Linked DNA regions of Macaca mulatta: region 2 is linked to region 1. A link is a contact called in public Hi-C data. All regions are on one chromosome and are shown on one strand. The core of a region is the stretch at or near the end of the contact, and the rest is flanking DNA. Distances in the headings are between cores, read along the strand shown. Region 1 holds the start of HEXA (hexosaminidase subunit alpha). Region 2 holds the start of ARIH1 (ariadne RBR E3 ubiquitin protein ligase 1).

The links. A called contact is a pair of places that touch in the nucleus more often than the background predicts.
Region 2: a Hi-C map of CD4 T cells shows a contact between it and region 1, with 5 times the contacts expected there. The contact joins the promoter of ARIH1 here to the promoter of HEXA in region 1. A contact is called at or near these places in 3 of 14 Hi-C or Micro-C datasets (CD4 T cells, blood and cortical neurons).

The regions. Positions count from the first base shown.
Region 1 is chr7:50,014,885-50,019,955 of T2T-MMU8v2.0, reverse strand. It overlaps HEXA (hexosaminidase subunit alpha), which reads left to right and starts at 2,798. Exons shown (of 14, transcript NM_001261529.1): 1 at 2,798-3,184. The coding sequence starts at 2,932. It overlaps LOC144329974 (a long non-coding RNA gene), which reads right to left. Exons shown (of 2, transcript XR_013395743.1): 2 at 2,913-3,423.
Region 2 is chr7:50,096,945-50,102,015 of T2T-MMU8v2.0, reverse strand. It overlaps ARIH1 (ariadne RBR E3 ubiquitin protein ligase 1), which reads right to left and starts at 2,142. Exons shown (of 15, transcript XM_028851099.2): 1 at 1,458-2,142. The coding sequence starts at 1,488.

The DNA of each region.
Region 1 (5,071 bases), core at 1,549-4,048:
GATTACAGGTGCCTGCCACCACGCAAATTTTTGTATTTTTAGTAGAGATGGAGTTTGACCGTGTTGGCCAGGCTGGTCTCAAACTTCTGACCTCAAGTGATTCACCCGCCTCAGCCTCCCAAAGTGCTGGGATTATAGGCATGAGCTACCATGCCCAGTCTAATTTTAAGTTTCTGTGGTACATAGTAGGTGCATATATTTATGGGGTACATGAGATGTTTTGATATAGGTGTCCAATGTGAAATACGCACATCATGGAGAATGGGGTTATCCATACTCTCAATCGTTTATCCTTTGAGTTGTAAACAATCCAGTTACACTCTTTTAAGTTCTTTTAAAATATACAACTATTATTGACTATAGTCACCCTGTTGTGCTCTCAAATAGTACGTCTTATTCAGTCTACTTTTTTTGTACCCATTAACCACCCCCATCTCAAAAAAAAAAAAAAGAGAGAAGTGAGGTTTCCTTGTATTATCCATGCTGGTCTTGAACTCCTGGGCTCAAGTGATCCTCCCATCTTGGCCTCCCACAGTGCTGGAATTGCAGGTGTGAGCCACCATCCCCAGCCTGTGATCCATTTTTAATTAAGTTTGTGTATGCTGTGAGGTAGGGGATCATAGTTCATTTTCCCCACATAGGGGTATCTATTTTATCACCTTTTATTGAAAATAACTTGCTTTCCCCACTAAATTAAATTGGTGCCTTTGTTGAGATCGAGTAATAATCAAATGGCTCTTTTCCTGGACCCTCTATTCCATTCCATCTATCTGTCTGCCATTATGCCAAAACCCCACTCTAGTGTATAGTAAGGGGGGATATTTTGGAAGATCAACAAATTTACCTTGTGTAACTTACTTTTATGTATGCATAAGAATATTTGATTTAAAAATTTGGTTAAGTCTAAAAGAGCTCTTTCAGTAATAATTAAATAACTGAATCCCTGTAATCCACCATGCTCAGCCCCATTAGTAATTTTTATAATGTCTTTATTTGGATCTAGCTCTTTCATCTTGCGTAACTCTTTTAAATGACTCCTCCCTTCTGGTACAGGTTGAATATCACATAAAAGGGTGCCTTGGCATATGCTCAGTCCTGAAATTCTACTTCGATCTACTGCTGTCATCCTCGAAACTGCTCTAAACACTCCCCCAAATTATTGATCCTGTGGGTCTGATTATGAACTTGGCTCTTCTGACAATACTTTTCAAATCCTTTTCCTTTGTACCTTTGGTAACATCTCTCTTGACTGGCAGAGTACCCAGACACTTACTAATGCTGATGAAAATTAAGATTTGAGCAAAGAAGAAATTAGTGTAAGAATGCATGCCTTAGAATCTGAACCTGATGACTGTGGGATCTAATTTCTGCTTTTTTTGCTACAAGCTCTGTTCTTGAATAATCAACCATCAAAGACAAATTGCTTGATGAATTTCTGTATTGTCAGAATGTTTAATTTCCCATCAAAGCCATGTATGTATAACTAGCAATTAGGTACCTACGAGCTGAATATAAATTATCATGATTTCAATTTCAGTAGCCCTTGGTTTTTGAGAAAGGGTTTCACTATATTGCCCAGGCTAAACTTGAACTCCTTGGTTCAAGTGATCCTCCCGCCTTAGCCTCCTGAATAGCTGGGAGTAGCTGGGACTACAGGGATGTGTTATCATGCCCAGTGAAAGCCCTTAATTTTAAAAGTTCATTTTCCTGATCTTTACATGTATTTTAATACTAATATTAAATTTAAAATTTTAAAAAGTACCTACTAACTAAATAATGCCACCCAATAACAATAGCATTATTTGTATTATGTTCTGGTAACATAGTGGTGAACAAGGAAGACAGGGTCTCTGATAACTGTGGAATTCTCCTTGATCACTTCTCAAGCCTCTCTTCTGGATACCCACTATTTCTTGGATCTACAGCGCTTTTCCTTCCCTACTTCTGTAGTTCAGTCTCTCCTTATTCTCTACCTCCAATAAAAAGGGGCCTCCTAACTGGTTTTTTATGCAACTATTCAACATGGTATTTCTAAAATGCAGATCTTTCGGGATGATTTTCAATTGCTCAGAGAATAAATTCCTCGACTTCCTATGTAAGGCCCTGCAGGACCAGGCCCCTGTCCTTATCTCTGAGCACTCTCCATCTTGCACCCAAAGGCCCAGCAATATCTTACTGCTTTCAGTAAATACACACCGGGGTATGTGGGGTTTTGTCTGGGGAAAGGGGATGTGAGTTGCTAACTAAGAGATTTATAGTCAATCTTGAAGGGAAGAGCTCATATCGGAGGCAATGGAATGCCTCGAGCTGGCTCTGAAAGTACACATTTTTTCCAGTCATAAGTAGATCACACTTTTGTGATCTTGTGATCCCCTCTCTAGCAGAGCCGTGCAGACTACCCACTTCCGGCCCATTCTTGCCCCACGAAATTTCACATCACAACGACTTGTGGTTTTAATCCTCCGTTTTTCTGCTGCTGAACTTACTTCAGCCTGGGAAGTCCTTTACCTCCCAGTAGGCCTGGCGAGCTCCATCACAACATTCAAGATTCACCCTGGAGCCATCTGGGAAACTTTCTTTTCCAGCTCGCCCTGCGTCCTCGCCTCCCCACCCCGTGCTTCTCGAGTCGGGTGAGCTGTCTAGTTCCATCAGAGACCGCACGGCCGCAGGGGTGGCCGGTTATTTACGGTTCTACTGGGCCCGACAGGCGTCTGGGGAGCCGAGCAGTTGCCGACGCCCGGCACTATCCGCTCCATGCAGCAGGAGCCTCACGTCCAGGCCGGAAGTGAAAGGGCAGGGAGTGGGTCCTCCCGGGATCGCAGGCGCAGAGCGGCCTCTGGTCACGTGATTCGCCGATAGTCACGCGGGCGCCGCTCACCTGACCAGGGTCTCACGTGGCCAGGCCTCTCCGAGAGGGGAGACCGGCGGGCCATGGCAAGCTCCAGGCTTTGGTTTTCGCTGCTGCTGGCGGCAGCGTTCGCAGGACGGGCGACCGCCCTCTGGCCCTGGCCTCAGAACATCCAAACCTCCGACCAGCGCTACGTCCTTTATCCGAACAACTTTCAATTCCAGTACGATATCAGCTCCGCCGCGCAGCCTGGCTGCTCAGTCCTCGACGAGGCCTTCCAGCGCTATCGTGACCTGCTTTTCGGTTCCGGGTCTTGGCCCCGTCCTTACCGCACAGGTCAGTCGAACTTGTCCCGCCCTGTTCCCGGGCCCTGAGAGAGCCTGCCTGGGGACAGCTCCCCCAGGGCTACAGAGACGCCCTCTGGGCTTTTGCCCAGCCCTCTGATCACAAGCACTCCACTTCCTCCTCGAGCTGTATTAGGTTTACATCCAAAGATAACTACTATAGGACTACGGTTCAATCAGGAGATTAATTTATGGAAAATACTGTGCCAGCAAAAATCTTAGGTGATGCTTCTGACCGTGTTCAAGCTGTCCAGGGTCCTAGTGAGGCTGTGGCCAAGGGCTGGGTAGAGGAGACCAGAGAAAACACTCAAAATTGGGGAGACATAATACAAGAACTATGCAAGGTTACATACAAGTGTCTGGCACATAGAATGTTTGGTGGGCGGATCACGAGGTCAGGAGTTCGAGACCAGCCTGACCAACACCGTGAAACCACGTCTCTACCAAAAATACAAAAAATTAGCCGGGCGTGGTGGTGCGCGCCTGTAGTCCCAGCTACTCAGGGTGCTAAGGCGGGAGAATCGCTTGAACCCAGGAGGTGGAGGTTGTCATGAGCCGAGATCGCGCCACTGCACTCCAGCCTGGGCAGCAGAGCGAGACTCCGTCTCAAAAAAACAACCCCCCCCCCCAAAACAAAACAAGTATAAACTGTGAAAGAAGTCATAGAACATAAGGAAGTGAGTTTCCAGCGGCTACTTGGAATGGGGTGGTGCATGTAATTAGCCGGGACTGAAAAGAGGGTATTCCAGGCAGGAAGAAGGGATTGAGCAGAGACACAAAGAGTTATGATTGAGCTCAAATTTCAAGTCTAGTGGATGTGATGAGTGGGTTCTGGGGATTGAGGAGGGATGAGGGTGGGGAAAATGTGGGGTTAAAGAGGTCAAGAGCACTTTAGTCATTGGTTTGATATAAAATGGAAGGGGCTAACAGTTTTCTTTTAGGCAGCTATGTAATCAGTACTGAAAATTGCATTTGAGGATAATTATTCCACAGCACATGTATAAGTCGAGTCAACAATGTAAAGGAATACAATTCTGCTGCATGGGTTCAAAATTTAGAAGTTTCTTGATAATCTCCTGGAATCTAGCTCTTTGGTTATATTGTATAGATGTTATGGGGGTGGGAGCCACATTTACAGTTGAGTCATATAGTAATATTTTATATGATGTTTCAAGTGTGTTTAAATTACTTCACAAAAGTTATTTGATATCTAGAATTAAAAGCATTTAATTAAACACATGACATTTGATTTAGGGAAAGAAGTACAATCTCAGCATCAGAGTAGTCCTTAACTGGTAAAATGCATTAAGCTGGAGAGGATAAGAGGCCTGCTCTTGAGTGTGGTAGATCACATTTTCCTCTGAATCCTGCATGACAAATAATAGAGAGCCTTACACAAGATTGGCACTCAGAATATGTTGATTTGGGTTATAGAAGAGTTTGAGCCTGGTTTATGGGGTTAAAAAAAGATCCTTCTAACTGCTATGTGTCAATCCCAGTGCTGGGCACTCTGAAGGTTACGAGAAAAGTCTTAAGACCTAGCCCTAGACTCTATAGTTCAATTGCGGAAACATGAAAATATGAAACAGTGGTACACAGTGAATTATAAGATGCTCAAAAGCTTTGTAGGTTGTTTACTAATACTGTATACATGAGAATAATTCCTTTCCTTTTTTTTTTTTTTTTTGAGACGGAGTCTCGCTCTGTTGCCCAGGCTGGAGTGCAGTGGCCAGATCTCGCCCGGCTAGTTTTTTGTATTTTTTTAGTAGAGACGGGGTTTCACCATGTTAGCCAGGATGGTCTCGATCTCCTGACCTCGTGATCCGCCCGTCTCAGCCTCCCAAAGTGCTGGGATTACAGGCTTGAGCCACCGCGCCTG
Region 2 (5,071 bases), core at 893-3,392, 83 kb before region 1:
AGAACTGCATGAATCCGGCAGGCGGAGGTTGCAGTGAGCTGAGACTGCACCATTGAACTCCAGCCTGGGAGACACAGCGAGACTCTGCTTCAAACAAAAAAAAATTATCTTCTACAATCCTCAACTTCCTTCTTAGACTGCGTTCTCTATATTAAAAAATTAAGACTTCCACTATTTAGTAATGGCACTAGGTATCAGACATTTTTCTATTATGCAAAACGCTGTATTCAAACAGTGCCTGAATAGATAATTCAATTTTTAAAACTGTTACTTATAATACTATAAAAATCTGTTAATGATAGAAAGTCAACGAGTTGACAGTGCCATACTTCTAATTTGTCAATGAATATTTAGCCAACCAATTTATGTTAAAAACGAAATGATGACTGACAAGCAAGAGGCAATAGTAAGTAACTTGCTGCTCATATATGTTTCCTTCCAGGTTTTCTAAAAGTTGCACTAAATCAAGCTTCATTTTTATTCTTCGGCCATATCCCTGATTCCTCAGGACAAGTGAGGTTTTTTCCCCCAAAGAAATGAAGATTTTTGATTTTCTAAAGCTCAAAAATGCAAAATCTGACGCATATGGTTCACTGAGATGTGGTTATCAACTTACACCAAGCCTAACTTACCACAAAATAGAAAATATCAGAGAAAGGAGTTCACAAGCAGAAAGTCTCTTCTTTCTAACAATAGAGTCTTGTCCAATATTAGACAACACTGCGTTTTGTTGCCGTTTTAGCTACAAGGATGGGTATGCAATATGCAGTAACTATTCCAACAGCTTCAAGCAAGTAATATGCTACGACTAGAAAAAGTAGCAGTTAGGTCCCAAACAGCAAAAATGTAAAAAAGATGTAAGCAGAAGCCTCACCATCTGAAAAGGCCCATCAGCACCTCTTCCGAGAAATAGTTCCCTTCCCCCACCCTTTAAGTAGGCACTTGAGACTGCCAAGATCCATTTCTTTATTAACTGGTGCCCACTTGGGGCAACTGTACACCAAGCTGCTCTAAGGCCTACTCTAATCCCTTCCAAAAGTGCTCAAATGAGGCTAAGGCCGGGGTAACCCTCGTCGGGGCCCAATTCTTCCTGACTCCTCTTCCCCACCCCACCTCCTCCGCCCCGCCCCAGTAGGCGCTCGCCCAGGCAAAGAAAGGACACCGGGGCCGGGGACTGGCAGAAATTGCCCGCAAGAGAAGGCTTAGGCGGCCGAAGGCCTCCGCCATAGCAGGACTTGGGAAGCACCGCCCCCAGAGTACCTCCCCACACCCGGCTAATCGGCGAACCTCTGCTTTCGACACCCTCTATCCCCAGCAGAGGCAGCGGAGAAGACAAGGCCGGGAGGCACCGGGCTGGGCTGCGCACCAGGCCCAGGCCTGTCCCTTGGGACCGCGCGTGCAGCCTGAATCCGCTCCCCGGTTGAGCCCGGTCCAGCTGGCGCGGCGGCCACCCTCACCTGGATGACCTCGTTGACCTCCCGGATACATTCCACCATGTGTTGTAGAATCTGCTCGGCCGTGAGCACCTCGTAGCGGTAATCCTCCTCCTGCTCGTGCCCCGGCCCGCCACCACCGCCGCCGCCGCCGCCGCCGCCGCCACCACCGGGCCCCAGAGCGCTGCCGCCGCCACCGCCCGTCTCCCCGCACAGCAGTCCGTCCCGCTCCCCGCCGACGCCCAGGCCGGGCTCCACCAGCTCCACCTCGCCCAGATCCAGGGTATCATCGTCCGGCTCGTCGTCGTCTTCGTCCTCCTCCTCCTCGGCGCCGCTGTCCTCCTCACTGCACTCCTCGTCCTCGTCGAACTCGTAGTTGTAGCCCTCGTCCGAGTCCATGGCGCGACGCGCGGGGGCCCGGCGGACGCTGGCCGAGGCGGGGAGAGGGCGGGGACGCCGAGGCCCCGGCTCTCGCTCCGGCTCCGGCTGATGTCCGGACGCAGGCCTGGCTCCGGCCCCGCGGGCCGCGGCTCCTCCCCAGGAGCGGCGGTTGGCGTTTGACTGCTGGTGGCGGCGGGGAGGGCGCGGAGGAGGGAGGGAGGGAGCGAGGGGGCCGCTTGCTGCCCGCCTCAGTCAGACGCGGCTCCGCTCCGGCCTCCGAGAGAAAACAGTCCCCAGCGCCACCTCTACGGCCGCTGCTATCGCTACTGAGCCAACAAAGGGGCGTGCGTCACCGCGTCGCGTTGCGTCGTCGCGTCACTCCTCTTTGCGTCACTGCGCCCCGCCCCGCCGCCCCTGCGTGGAGCCCGGGGAGACCCCACGGCCCGGCCTACCTGGGCCTAGGACTTGAGCGGGAGTTGCCTTCTCGGTTCGGTCCGCTGCCGCTGTGAGGGCCGAGCGGAAACCCGTAGAGCTTTTATGTGAAGAGATTGCGGCCTCCTGGTCACCAGTCACCGAGAGAGGGACCCCTGGACCGCCTAGGTGGTGGTGTTTGCCGCAGGCCATAGGGATCCAGCTCCCTCCGGCAGTCCCATGGGGACGCGGCCTTCCCACCCGGGCGGAAAGGCGCTTCCCGCCCGCCCTGCGGTAATCCCGGAAGCCGTGATCTGTTAATCTAAAATTTCTGTTGCTTTGGCTACTGATGGAAACCTGTTGTAAGTGGAACCTCTAAACTGTATGACAGGCGAACCCACTTTAGGTAGCTGTGTGATCCTGTTCACTTGTACAGACATGCTGTGGTTTTTAAGTCTCCTATAATGACGTCATTTTAAAGAGGCATTTCCTCAACCCCGCTGATTAGAGCGCCTCTTGAGGGCCCTAAACAATGTAAACAGCGATGGTTTTCATGAATTGAGCACTGTGTAAGGGCTTTACATATATTCTGTTTCATCTTCATGGAGCCATAGTACCCATTTTATACCTGAGGAACCTGAAGCTCAGAAAGGAAAAGGGACCTGGCCAAGACCACATAACCCTTGCCCTATTTTAGCCGCTGGATGCCCCAAAACATGAATCAAAAATGCATTGTAATGCATATGTATTATATACTGTATAGTACATAAAAGACATGAATGCTTCAACAAAATACAGGCAATAATAGAAATATCTACAAGGGCCAAATGTAGCAAGAGAGATAATGCTTGAATCTCATCTGAAAGTGTGCTATGTGAGCTGAGTGTTGTTGAATGGCTAGGAGTTCAACAGAGAAGGCAGGGAAGATGGTCTGGCCACAGAGACCAAGCAAAAGCGCAGAAGGTGTCAAGTAATTAATAGTTTGGGAGCTTAAAGTGCATGGAGGGTAGATGGCAAAATATTAGGCAAGTTAGTCAGGGGTCATGTCAGTAAGAGCATTTTATGCCTTTTTAAGAGTGGGCTTAAATCTTTGTAAACAGGACATGAGAGCCAGACAAGTGTTATGAAGGAAGAAGAGGCATAAGAAGGCTCCCTCTTGAGATAATCTGAAGAATTGGCCAGATTGAAAACCTTTTACAATCTAAATCCCTGCTTTGTTGATAAATCTTACTGTTCAACCTATAGGTTCCCTTTGGAAATTGATTTTGAAAAGTGAAAAATTCCATTATAATGTTAAAAAGCCTCTACCAATTTGTCCATTTTGTAAGTTTCGAAATACTGATAATTTCTTAACCTCAGGATTTAAAAAGTAAAGCTTTTAACCTCTACTGATAGGTCTAGGTTCTTTTTTGTTCTTTTTTTTTTTTTTTTTTTTTTGAGATGGAGTCTTGCTCAGTTGCCCAGGCTGGAGTGCAGTGGTGCAATCTCTGCTCACTGCAAGCTCCACCTCCTGGGTTCACGCCATTCTCCTGCCTCAGCCTGCCAAGTAGCTGGGACTACAGGCGCCCACCACCACGCTTGGCTAATTTTTTTTGTATTTTTAGTAGAGACGGGGTTTCACCATGTTAGCCAGGATGGTCTCGATCTCCTGACCTCGTGATCCACCCGCCTCAGCCTCCCAAAGTGTTGGGATTACAGGCGTGAGCCACCGCACCCAGCCCTTTTTTTTTTTTTTTTTTTTTGAGACGGAGTCTCACTCTGTTGCCCAGGCTGGAGTGCAGTGGCAATCTCAGCTCACTGCAACCTCCACCTCCCAGGTTCAAGCAATTCTCCTGTCTCAGCCTCCTGAGTAGCTGGGACTATAGGCGCATGCCACCACCCCAGGCTAATTTTTGTATTTTTAGTAGAGACAGGGTTTCACCATATTGGCCGGGCTGGTCTCGAACTCCTGACCTCAGGTGATCCAGCTGCCTCAGCCTCCCAAAGTGCTGGCATTACAGGTGTAAGCCATGGTGCCCAGCCAGGTCTAGGTTCTTTGATTCAGTGTTCCTATTTAGCAATTCTAGATTGCTGCCACAACTAAGGCAAGCCATAGACACAAGCAACACTTCTCTCCACCCGGTCTCCATTGTGATATTACCTACAGAAAAATTCAGTAGGTACCTAATCAGTACTCTAAACTCCTTTGCCTCACCTTTTCATCGTACCCCTACCTTGAATGAACCCTACCATCCATATTCTCCCCTTTGATAATGGAACAGCTGACCACTATTAGAGAAATGTGCATAGCCATCTGTATTCTATTACTAAATTTCTTTTTTTTTTTTTTTTGGAGGCACTCTTACTCTGGCACCCAGGCTGGAATGCGGTACTGTGATCACTACTGCAGCCTCGATGTCCCGGGCTCAAGTGATCCTCCCACTTCAGCCTCCTGAGTTGCTGGGACTACAGGTGCACACCACCATGCCTGGCTAATTTTTTAATTTTTTTGTGTATATACATCTCACTATGTTGCTCAGACTGGTCTGGAACTCCTGGCCTCAAGCAATCCTCCCACCGTGGCCTCCCAAAGTGCTAGGATTATAGGCGTGAGCCACTACACCCAGCCTACTTAATTTCAATCACCAAGCACAACTCAACCCTCAATACTTCCCAGCAATCCTATTAAATTTTTCCGGATTGTTCTCCCTCTCTCAGCAACTCTTTCACACCTTTGCCAATTTCCTAAAACTTCCAACCCTGCCCTTTCACATCTTCTCAAAGCACATGACTTTTTAAGTCACAGAGGAATTTGAAAATATCAGGACCAATGTGACTTGAGACATGCTGAGCAAAGAAGAGGGTAT